Linked DNA regions of Pan troglodytes: region 1 is linked to region 2. The links are chromatin contacts, called in public Hi-C maps. All regions are on one chromosome and are shown on one strand. The core of a region is the stretch at or near the end of the contact, and the rest is flanking DNA. Distances in the headings are between cores, read along the strand shown. Region 1 has its middle 5.7 kb from the start of ANKRD6. Region 2 has its middle 21 kb from the start of RRAGD.

Region 1 (5,416 bases), core at 2,607-5,106, 130 kb after region 2:
TTAAATGCATATTACTAGGGGAAATAAGCCGGTCTGAAAAGGCTACACACTGTATGATTCCAGCCACACAGAATTATAGAAAAAGCAAAACTCTGGAGAGAGTAAAAAGATCAGTGGTTGCCGGGAGCTTTGGGGCAAGAGAGGGATGAATAGGCAGAGCACAGGGGAGTTTTAGGGCAGTGAAACTACTCTTTGTGGTACTTTAATGGCAGATGCATGGTATTATTCATTTGTCAAAACCCATGGAACTGTACAACACAGAGTGAACCCTAATGCAAACCACAGACTCTAGTTAATAATACTGTGTCAATATTGACTCATCAATTGTAACAAATGTATCACACTAATACAAGATGTTATTAAAAGGGAAAGCTGTAGGGGTGGGGGTGGGCAAAGGGCTATATGAGAACTCTGAACTTTCTGCCCAATTTTTCTGTAAACTTAAAATCGCTCTAAAAGTCTATCAGTGAAGATAAAAAGGAGAGGAAAGGATGGAATAGAAGAAATAAATGAAGGAGGAAACAGGGCAGGAAGAAAGAGAAAGCCGTGCATATACAATCTTGAGAGTGTAGCATAAAACCATAATTATAATTAATTCTGTATGCTTGTGTTACAAGTAGAACAAAAATATGACTAGCCACTCTTCTTGCCAACTCCTAGGGCTCTCCATCACAAGTGTAAGATGCAGTTCAAGTAATTTGGCATGATGTGAAAATTTTTCACTGCCTGACTGCCGCCTCATTTTCTAACACCATCACTGGTCTTTGCCGTGTTACAAGCTCCAGCTGCAGTTGTCTCTTTGCCTTTCTTTGCTACTCATGACACATACTTTCAGACCACTCTGCCTTTTTGCTCTTGCTGTTTCCTCTGCCTGTGTCTTCTCCCCTTCTAACCTAACCAGATCTTACCTCCTCTAACACACTACCTTCTCTGTGAAAACTTTCCTGACCTCCTTACACCCCAGCACAGCAAGCAAGAATGATCCCTCTCCCAGTTTCCACGGTTCCTTATGCCCATCTCTTCAATATATGCTTGGTACTCCACAAAATAAATAACAAAAATGGTTTCAGTGGAAAAACTGGGGACAGAAAAGCCAGATCAGAGCAGATTTAAGGAATGGGTAGAAGTTGAGATTTGAGTACATAGAATTGGTTTTATTGTGATGCTGTGTTAATTATTTTGATTTGTCTTTAGCATTTGGGTCTTTACCTAACAGGGGTTGAGGGTGGTGAGAAGAAATTCCCAGAGTGGCCGTGGTGCTGTCCAATGCTCTGGTGCTGACAGGCCTGTCTCACTGAATAAGGGATGCCTCTAGAGTGATAATTTTTTTGGCCCCAGAAACTGTAGTCCTCTATTTTGAGGGGGAAGGGAGAGAGGAGAAAGACCACGTCCCTTCTCTGCTATCTTTTGGAGGGTCTGGAGCCAGAGCCTGCCTCATCTATTTGGAAAGGAAAAAGATTAGTTGACTAGGTGAGTACCTCATATATTTCTTACGGGATCACAGGCTCCTGAAGACCAATTGATGACTAAAAATAAATTGATTATTGGTTTTTCTGTCATTCATTAAATGGACATTAAAGGCCATCTGTGTTCCCGGCACCATGATAGGCTCTGGGGATACAAGATGACCAAAATGGGGTTCCTGCCACAAGGAGTTCATATAACCAGGGAGACCAACCTTGAGCCTGTAACAGCAATTATGCTGTGTCTTAGTCTGCTTGAGCTGCCATAACAAAATACCACACACTGGGTGGCTTAAACAACAGAAATTTATTTTCTTCCAGTTCTACTTTCCAGTTCTTCTGGCTAGAAGTCCCAGATCAAAGTCCAGCAGGGTTCAGTTTTGGGTGATGGCTGTCTTCTTGGCTTGCAGATGGGCTGTTTTGTCCTCACATGGCTGTTCTTCTGTGTGTGCACACTCAGAGTACGTGTGCAAGCATGAGTGCACTAATTCTATCAGATCAGGGCTCCATCTTTATGACCAAATTCACCTTAATTATCTCCTATTTCCAAATACAGTCACACTGGGGGTGTGGGCTTCAACATATGAATTGGGGGACGCAATTCAGTTCATAGCAGAAGCTTATAGAAAACTGTAGGTGCTGGCTGGGCACGGTGGCTCACGCCTATAATCCCAGCACTTTGGGAGGCTGAGGCATTTGGATCACCTCAGGTCAGGAGTTTGAGACCAGCCTGGCCAACATGGTGAAACCCCGTCTCTGCTAAAATACAAAAATTAGCCAGGCATCATGGTAGTCGTCTGTAATCCCAGCTACTCGGGAAGCTGAGGCAGGAGAATCACTTGAACCTGGGAGGCCGAGGTTGCAGTGAGCCGAGATTGCGCTATTGCACTCTAGCCTGGGGGGACAAGAGCGAGACTTTGTCTCCAAAAAAAAAAGAAAAAAGAAAAACAGTAGGTGCACAGATGAGGGAATGGTCGTCTTGTCTAGGGCAAGGCAGGGACAGCAGAAGGCTTAGCAGAGATAACACTTGGTCTGAACTTTGAGTATGCGCATGGTCATTTGCCAAGTGATGGGAGTGCCCAGCCCTGACTTGGAGGCTCTGGTGGTCTAGCAGTGCTGGTCAGTCAATAAGTTATTGTCCTACATAAAAAGGGACGGTCTCTACCTCCCAAGCCTTCTGTCAGTCACATCTTTATTCGGTGATATGTGCTTATTCCTCCTATGTGATTTTTACATCTGTAAGCAGCTTTTCTTGGAAGGGTATGTCACAGGTTTCCTGAATAATATTCAGATGTCACTCAGCTTTCACTGTAACAGCCTCTATGCCTCCTGCAGAGGTGGTTATTTCAAAAGATTCAGTGACAGAGTTAGAAGCAGAGAGTTTTTGTGCTTTAAATGGCTCAAGAAATAAACATACTTGTTTCTTTGTGACAGTGGGGTGTATTTATAATGAGTCATGGGCTTGCTAAAGCAGAGCGTGTCCACCCTGTCATTTCCCTTCTTTCGCAAATAGTCCTGGTGGGCACCAGGTTCCGTGAGCAGTCAGTGCTGAGTGTCCTCATGGGTAGTACTGTGTTAAGGGCCCTACCTGTGGGAGTAGATCTTCTCAGAAGGAGGAAGTGTTCTGGAAGCTGTAAGAAAATGAACCACTCCTTGCTTTATTCTTCCTTCCCACTCAGTTTACACTTATCTTCTGGCAACTGGACTTTTGGGCCCTGATCATGGCTTTTCAGTGGCCAGATGATGAGTTTCTTTAAAGTACGGATTGAGTCACATTCCTCTCTGTTGCAGCCTTACTTGTCCCCCAGTGGTGATCACAGTAACCCAGTAGTGATTGCTTTTGGATAACTAGTATGACGGTTGTGTATTTTTTTTTTTAAGCTTGTGTTATTCTGCTGGCAATTTGTTTCCCCAGTGGGATTCAGCCTCTTTGCAATGCACCCGCCAGAGTCTCCAGCTATTCTCCTGCCCTTGGTGTAAGGCAAATGATGACCAAAGCAGGATTGCAGTCCATTCCATTGCCCCATTACCCTTGGGGAAATAGGGCAATGCTTTAGGACGGCAGGTGGTAAGAGGGTTTGTGCTGACAGAGTAATTTCCCCATCTCTGGGACCAAAAATTCTGTCCTTAGAGACATAGAGGAAAATGTGGGGATATTGGCTCAAGTCAAAATGAAAGCCCTCTCCTTTCTATGATCTCTCCAGGTGGGAATTAGATTTCTGTTGCTTCAACAAGTGGGCTGGAGCACACGCTTGCAAGTTTAGGGCAGTCGACAGCACTCGGAACAGCTTCTGAAGGGGCTCAGTTCCCTGTTTACTCCCTTCCCCCTCCCCGGCAGAGACTGTTCAGAGGAGTATTTGTGAGACAAACGTCGGGAACAGCTGCTCAGCCAGACCCTTGTCTCCTGTGCTGCCGCAGTCACTGTGCTGGAACTCTCTGCCGAGGAGGGTGGAGTGTCTGGGCTCCACTGCTCCCACAAAGCAAGCATTTTCCTGTTTTCTTGGAGGCAGTTTATTACAGATTTCAACCCTTTCTGCATCCCTCCCTCCCTTACAACACGCACACTCATCTTTTCTTGCATTACTGCTGAAATTATGCAAACTTCGTTTCTCTGTCATCTGAGCGTCATTCAGAAATGTTCCTCCGATCTGTGAATTGTTCCCTGACTTCAATCGGGGCAGTGTTACAGGTCCTCTGCTGGCAGGAGGGAGCAGTCCGTGAAAATCTGCAGACACAAGACTTTCAGAAGCTGTGACGAGCAGACTAGCAAGCCACAAAACATTGCAAGCTGAATGGATGTCTTAATAAGCTTTTAGATGTGATTTGGCCAGCATCAGCAGAGGAGGCTAACGGGAAAAGGCAGCGAGCATTGTAACGTAAATCACTGCAGATTTGCTGGGAGTGACAGCCCTAGGAAGCTAATGATCTCTCCAGGAAAGAATTGACCACAGTTATCCAGAAACTGAACACGATGTAGAACAGAGAGGACAGCCCCTCGGATGTGAGTACCATCTCTTCAACACAAGGTTTGGAGCAGTAGAAGCAAAGCTAGTTTATAGCTGATGGCGCTCCATAGCCACCAGTTCCTGGGTGCCTGTGGGCCATCTCTGGGTGGGTTGTACATAATGCCTGGCCGGGACTTTTATTTGCAGGTCTCTTCTGGAATATTTTGCTTGTCGGGAGACAGAACGTAGTGGCTTTAGGATATTGGCAAATTCTCCAAAGTATAGGAGAATTTGTTGTAAAGCCCCAAGAAAACAGCAAAAGCAAACCTTATAGACCTTTTTCTGTAAAAAGAAAACTGATTGCATCACAGACAAGCAGCTGTGTGACCCTCTGGTATTTGTGATGAGAGACAAAAGAATTAGCAAATTACAGAGCAACAAAAATGGGGCAGTGGGCTGGGAGGATGGAGGGAAATCTTAGCAAGCTAAATCCCTATCTAGATTCAGAATGTGCATTGCATACTTATGCTCATGTATTTATTTCCTTTTTGCTTAAAGAATGGGCAGCGTGTTTGCGTTTAAGGTTTTCCTCCAGAATGCTGTGAAAAATGAACATTGTGACAAAGAGGGGTGTAATTGATAGGCTTGGGGCAGAATACATTTCTCACTGCCAGCAATGGGAAGTATCTTGAATGATAGCTGATCTACTTGGAAGAGGAGGCTCAGATATAAGGAGGGGATGAACTGCTACAGCCAAGGTAGCCAACAGGTTGGCAGTGAAGTTTAACTCTTTGATTCCAGACTGGTTTCACCCCTCTATTCCCTTCCCCTCCCAATTTACTGTCAGGGGTTCCCCCATCCCTTCTTAAACTGCCCCCCACCCCTGCAACACACACATCTCTATCTGGTCCAATTTGTCAGGTCAGGGCATCAGATGAGAAGAAGCAGAGTGTCTTCTCACTCTAAGGAATGGGTATCATTGTTCTAGATGGGAGGTAAGGATTTGGG
Region 2 (4,997 bases), core at 1,416-3,915:
GCAGTTTGAGATCAGCCTGACCAACATGGTGAAACTCCGTCTCTACTAAAAATACAAAAAAATTAGCTGGGCGTGGTGGCAGGCACCTGTAATCCCAGCTACTTGGGAGGCTGAGGCAGGAGAATTGCTTGAAACCAGAAGGTGGAGGTTGCAGTGAGCCGAGATTGCACCACTGCACTCTAGCCTGGGCAATAAAAGCAAAACTCCATCTCAAAAAATAAAAAGAAAGGTCATGTGTACAAACTTTGACTTTGAGGGTTATCTAGGAACTCATTAGTAACCTGCCTGGAGAGAAACCTGGAGCTACAAGCCAGCAGAGAAAGGAAATGTGTTCTTCTATCAGCTCCAGGTGTAGAGCAACAGGAATGGGGCACAAATCTGAAGAAGGGCTGGGCGCGGTGGCTCACACCTGTAATCCCAACACTTTGGGAGGCTGAAGCTGGAGGATTGCTTGAGCCCAGGAGTTCAAGACCAGCCTTGACCTCCTCTGTGTTAAACATAAAAAAATTAGCTGGGCATGGTGGTGCATACTTGTAATCCCAACTATTCAGGAGGCAGAGGCAGGAGGATTGCTTGAGCCCAGGAGTTCAAGACTGCAGTGGGCTACTGCACTTCAGCCTGGGTGACACAGCAAGGCCCTATCTTAAGGGGGAAAAAAAAGTCTGGAAAAGGCCAAAGGATACTCAGAAGAGAGATTTCACATCCTGTTAGGTAAAACTGCAGCTGTGACTATGGGGTTGGGGAAATTTCAGAAGCAGTAGGAGAAAATCAAGAACTTCCCCTTCCTAGTGTGGAAACAGGCTCTTGGGATCTCTCCTGCCTAATGATCCCTGAAGGAGAGAGGGAAACAAACATCTTAAGGAAAAGGAAGAAATCATCATGTTTCTTTTCTCCTGGAAACCAGGCCTGTTTCAGAGGGAATAAGAAAAGTCGGCTGGGTGCAGTGGCTCATGCCTGTAATCCCAGCACTTTGGGAGGCTGAGGCTGGAGGATCACGAGGTCAGGAGTTCGAGACCAGCCTGACCAATATGGTGAAACCCCATCTCTACTAAAAATACAAAAATTAGCCAGGGGTGGTGGTGGGCACCTGTAATCCCAGCTACTCAGGAGGCTGAGGCAGGAGAATCACTTGAACCTGGGAGGCGGAGGTTGCAGTGAGCCTAGATCGCGCCATTGCACTCCAGCCTGGGTGACAGAGTGAGACTTCGTCTCAAAAAAAAAATTATAAGAAAGAAAGAAAAAAAAAATCAGATTCGTGATAAGCTTGTCCCAAAACCTCAGGTAAGATTGATAGTCCATTTTAGGGTGCTGCTTGCCTCCTCTTCCATCTCTCCGCCTTTGGAGAGCAGATACCTGTCCATGCTTCTTCAAAGGGTGGAATGAGATCCCATCCATCTTACATGTATTCAACAGTAGCTTATTGAATGCTTCCTGTGTTCAGGGAGCTCTTCTAGGTATTGAAGAAGTGGCTGTGAATGAAAATAGACAAAACCAGACTGAGATAATGGTATGTAAAGTGTGATATGAATATGGGGGTCAGGCTCGCTCAATGCTTTTGCCATTTCCATATGGGATGATTCCAACAAGATACTTATAGTCAAGCTGTTAGAAATAAAGGCTTCCTTTCCGCTCTCCAGCTACCCCAATAAATCTGGGTCATTCATCATTGTTGTTCAGTTTGTACTGAGCAGCCCCAGTTAAGTGAGCTATGGTTATATTGAAATATCCACTTGGCCACGAATTGAGTGAAGGTGGGAGGTTCCTCCTGCTAATTCTCCTCCCCTTCCAATACACTTCCTGGCAACCCCCACGCGGAAAACCTCACCCTACTATAGTCCCCCTTCCTCCCACTCTTCAGAAGGCGGTGGCCCCACCCAGGAGAGGGCTGCAGATCGGGGCCAGCCCCAGGGCCTCCGGGGTGCCACCTCTCTCTCGCGAGGGTCCCTGCCGTGCCCCGGCTCGCCGCTGGGAGGCGCTGCGGCACCGGCGTAGGAGCCGCCGGCGGGGTGGGGCGGGGTCGGCGGGACGGGGCAGAGGGCCCTGCGGCGGCGGGCGCGGCGGGCTCGGCCACAGGTAACCCGCAGGAGCCGAGAGCGCTGCCTGGCGCGCGGGCGGCTGGAGGCACGGCGCTGGGCGGCGCCGAGGCCCTGGGGCCGCCGGAGCCAGCGGGAGCCAGTCCCCGTCTTCGCCCCTCGCCCCCCACCGTGTCGCCGGCCTTGGTCCCTGCGGCGCGGACGTCCGGCGCGGGAGAGAAAGGTACCAGGCGACCTCGCCGGCTCCCTGGGACCCCCGCTTACACCGGGGTGGGCGCCTCAGGTCGGGGAGGACGCTGTCGGGGGAAGGGGGCGCTGCTCCCTCGGCACCCCAGGATCGCCGACTGCCCGCGGGGGAGACCCGGACACCGCGCCTCGCCCCCTGGCCTGCGGCCTCCGAAAACGCCCGGCGCGAGGGGGTCCCCCCGGGGCGCCTCCCTCTTCGCCTGGCATCAGTTGCCTCCCTGGAATATGGAACTTCGGGCGAGGGAGGTGGAGAACTTTCTTCTGGGGCTCGTCCCTCGTTCTCCTGCTCGCTCGCAGTTTGAAGGAAGGGCGGTGGGGGCGGGGGTCCGAGTACCCCGCGGTCTGCGGCGCGTAGGAGGGTACGTCCCTGGCCTGCGGCCGCCTCCGAATGACCCCGTCCCTCCCCGCCCTGGACGACAGCACTAGGGTGCAGTCGCAGGAGAGGGGCCGATACCCCTCAGGAGCCCCATCGGCGAAGCCTCAGCAAGTGGCATCTCCCGGGGTCCAGAGAGTCGGCGTGCTGTCTGGTTTGGGTCCAGACATCAGCTCACCCAAGCTTATCTTGGGCTTTTAAGTGTGTTGCTTCCGGTAGATCTCGGGGACTGGAGGGGAAGTGCAGCATTATTTGTGACCCAAGAGGGACTTGAATGTCTCAAAGCTGGTCAAGAATGTTTCCCCCGCGAGGTAGCATGAGATGGGTCACGTGGTAGTAAAGAGCCACTTCGGGCCCGTGAGATGGAGTTCTGACTCCACCACTTGTTAGGTATGTGACTTTGGAAAACCCACTTCTTTAAACCTTAGTTTTTAGAACTCGAAACTGCAGGTATTGTACATAACCTCGTAGTATTGTGTTCATGCAGTGAAGTGATGGGAATGAAATGCTTGGCATTGTACTCTTGTGTGTTAGACACCTTTTGCGAACCTGTTGGATGTTGAATTCATTCATGCTTAGGTTCTGTTAGGCCAGTGTTAAGTGGAAAGAACTTGGGCAATGAAGACAAACACACCTGGGTCCAAGGTGGTCCCATCCGTGGTATACCGATTGGGGGTTTCTCATCCCCAAGACACCAATAGCAGCCCTGGTGGGGTTTTTGTTGTTTTGAGACAGAGTTTCGCTCTGTTGCCCAGGCTGTAAGCTTTGACCTCCTTAGCTCAACCGATCTTCCCACCTCAGCCTGGGACCACCACACCTGGCTAATTTTGAATTTTTTTATTTTACTAGAGACAGAGTCTCACTGTGTTGCCCAAGCTGGTCTCGAACTCCTCCTGTCTCAGCCTCCCAAAGTGTTGGGATTACAGGTGTGAGCCACCGTACTGGTCTGCAGCCTTGTTCTTGAATGTAGTAGGTGTGTCTATACCGATACATGTTACACTTTGTCATCTTTAGTATTTGTTTAGCATATGGTAACAAAAAATCTTTTAAAAATTAGGGATACAAATTAAAATTGGGGAGCATTTTCTGCCCTCTAGGTCATACTGGAGATGGGGGAAGGGTAGAAGAGGGATGAAGAGGAATTAAAGAGACCAGAAAACAACTAGTCGCAGTGTTGGGAGGTATAAACCAATGGTAATTTTTAAAAATGTGAATTTATTAACTCCTTGTTTTTTCATGGTGGCACCAAAAATTAATCTTAGTCTCCCACTTAAACTCATCAGCCTCCCCAAAGCCTTTCCAGATAAGCATATGCTCCATGTAAAAGCAGACTGCCTGCGATCCAACTCAGCTTAGAGACAAGGCACACTTCCAACTCCCAAGGCCTCCTTCTTGTATAGAGATGCTGGTGCTGCCACTGTGAAATACATCATACACTCAGACAGTATAAACCTTAGAGTGCAATGTAAAGAATAATAATAGATCACACCCAAGTACGCGTCACCCGGCTGAAGAACTAGAACATCCCCAGGCCCCTGGAGCCCCTGAGTACCCCTCTCCATTGCCATCCACTCACTTCTCGCCTCCCACCCAAGGAACCACTATTCTGGATGTTGTGTTAACTTTTTCCCTTGCTTATATGAAAAACCCTGAGGAAAGGAAGTTTCCCAACAAGCATTTCCACAATAACCTGGAGCATTCTTTATTTTTCTTTTTTTCTCAAGGAGCATTATTATTGAACTTAAAAGCAGGCTATTGAGGGTAAGATACAAACCACAAAAAAGCCGAAAGTCTCAAAGTCGGGGGATCTTTTAGTCTCTGTCTTCTTCCAAGTTTCTCCTGTCTCCCTGGCACGGATCCCGAAGGTGTGTTCTGTCTGTGTAGGGGAGACCCAGTCTCTTCCAACATAGATTGATGGCTGTGATTTTAAAAGCTTTGCTTGAGTCCCTAAGAAGTGGGAAAACAGTAATTTGGGTGCGTGCGTTTTAGAAGTTTTTTTAAAAATGCAAATTATCCAGAAGGCATTGTGTGGGATTTGAAGGATTAAGCTAAGAGTGACCTTTAAAAATGGTTTTAACAACCCAAATTCCTCTTCCTGGTTGATATGTTTGTGTTATTGTCTTTGTTTTATTTCTTCAAGGTCACATGGCTTTCCTTGGTGAATCTTACACTGTTTTGTTACTTCTTGGTTAAGGCAAAGATTCTGAAACTTGGTTTCATGGAGCCCTTAGTGTCTGAGTTAATTTTTTCACAATTCCCTTAGGCTTCAGTAGTTAGTAATTTTTTCACAATTCCCTTAGGTTTCAGTAGTTAGTAGTTAGGTTCAAACAACTAAGTATTTACTT

Evidence for each region. A called contact is a pair of places that touch in the nucleus more often than the background predicts.
Region 1: a contact with region 2 is called in a Hi-C map of stem cell-derived neural progenitor cells, with 3 times the contacts expected there. The contact joins two enhancer-like sites. A contact is called at or near these places in 1 of 7 Hi-C or Micro-C datasets (stem cell-derived neural progenitor cells) and 1 of 1 datasets of contacts at active chromatin or transcription factors (stem cell-derived excitatory neurons).

The regions. Positions count from the first base shown.
Region 1 is chr5:101,553,560-101,558,975 of NHGRI_mPanTro3-v2.0_pri, forward strand. No RefSeq gene overlaps it. Among named protein-coding and RNA genes, the nearest start is that of ANKRD6, 5.7 kb to the right of the region's middle. Within about 2 kb of position 3,857, at least 10 of the 24 cell types and tissues checked have an H3K27ac peak or open chromatin away from gene starts, as enhancers often do. A contact at or near this core is called in stem cell-derived neural progenitor cells, where this site is marked.
Region 2 is chr5:101,426,131-101,431,127 of NHGRI_mPanTro3-v2.0_pri, forward strand. No RefSeq gene overlaps it. Among named protein-coding and RNA genes, the nearest start is that of RRAGD, 21 kb to the left of the region's middle. Within about 2 kb of position 2,666, at least 12 of the 24 cell types and tissues checked have an H3K27ac peak or open chromatin away from gene starts, as enhancers often do. A contact at or near this core is called in stem cell-derived neural progenitor cells, where this site is marked.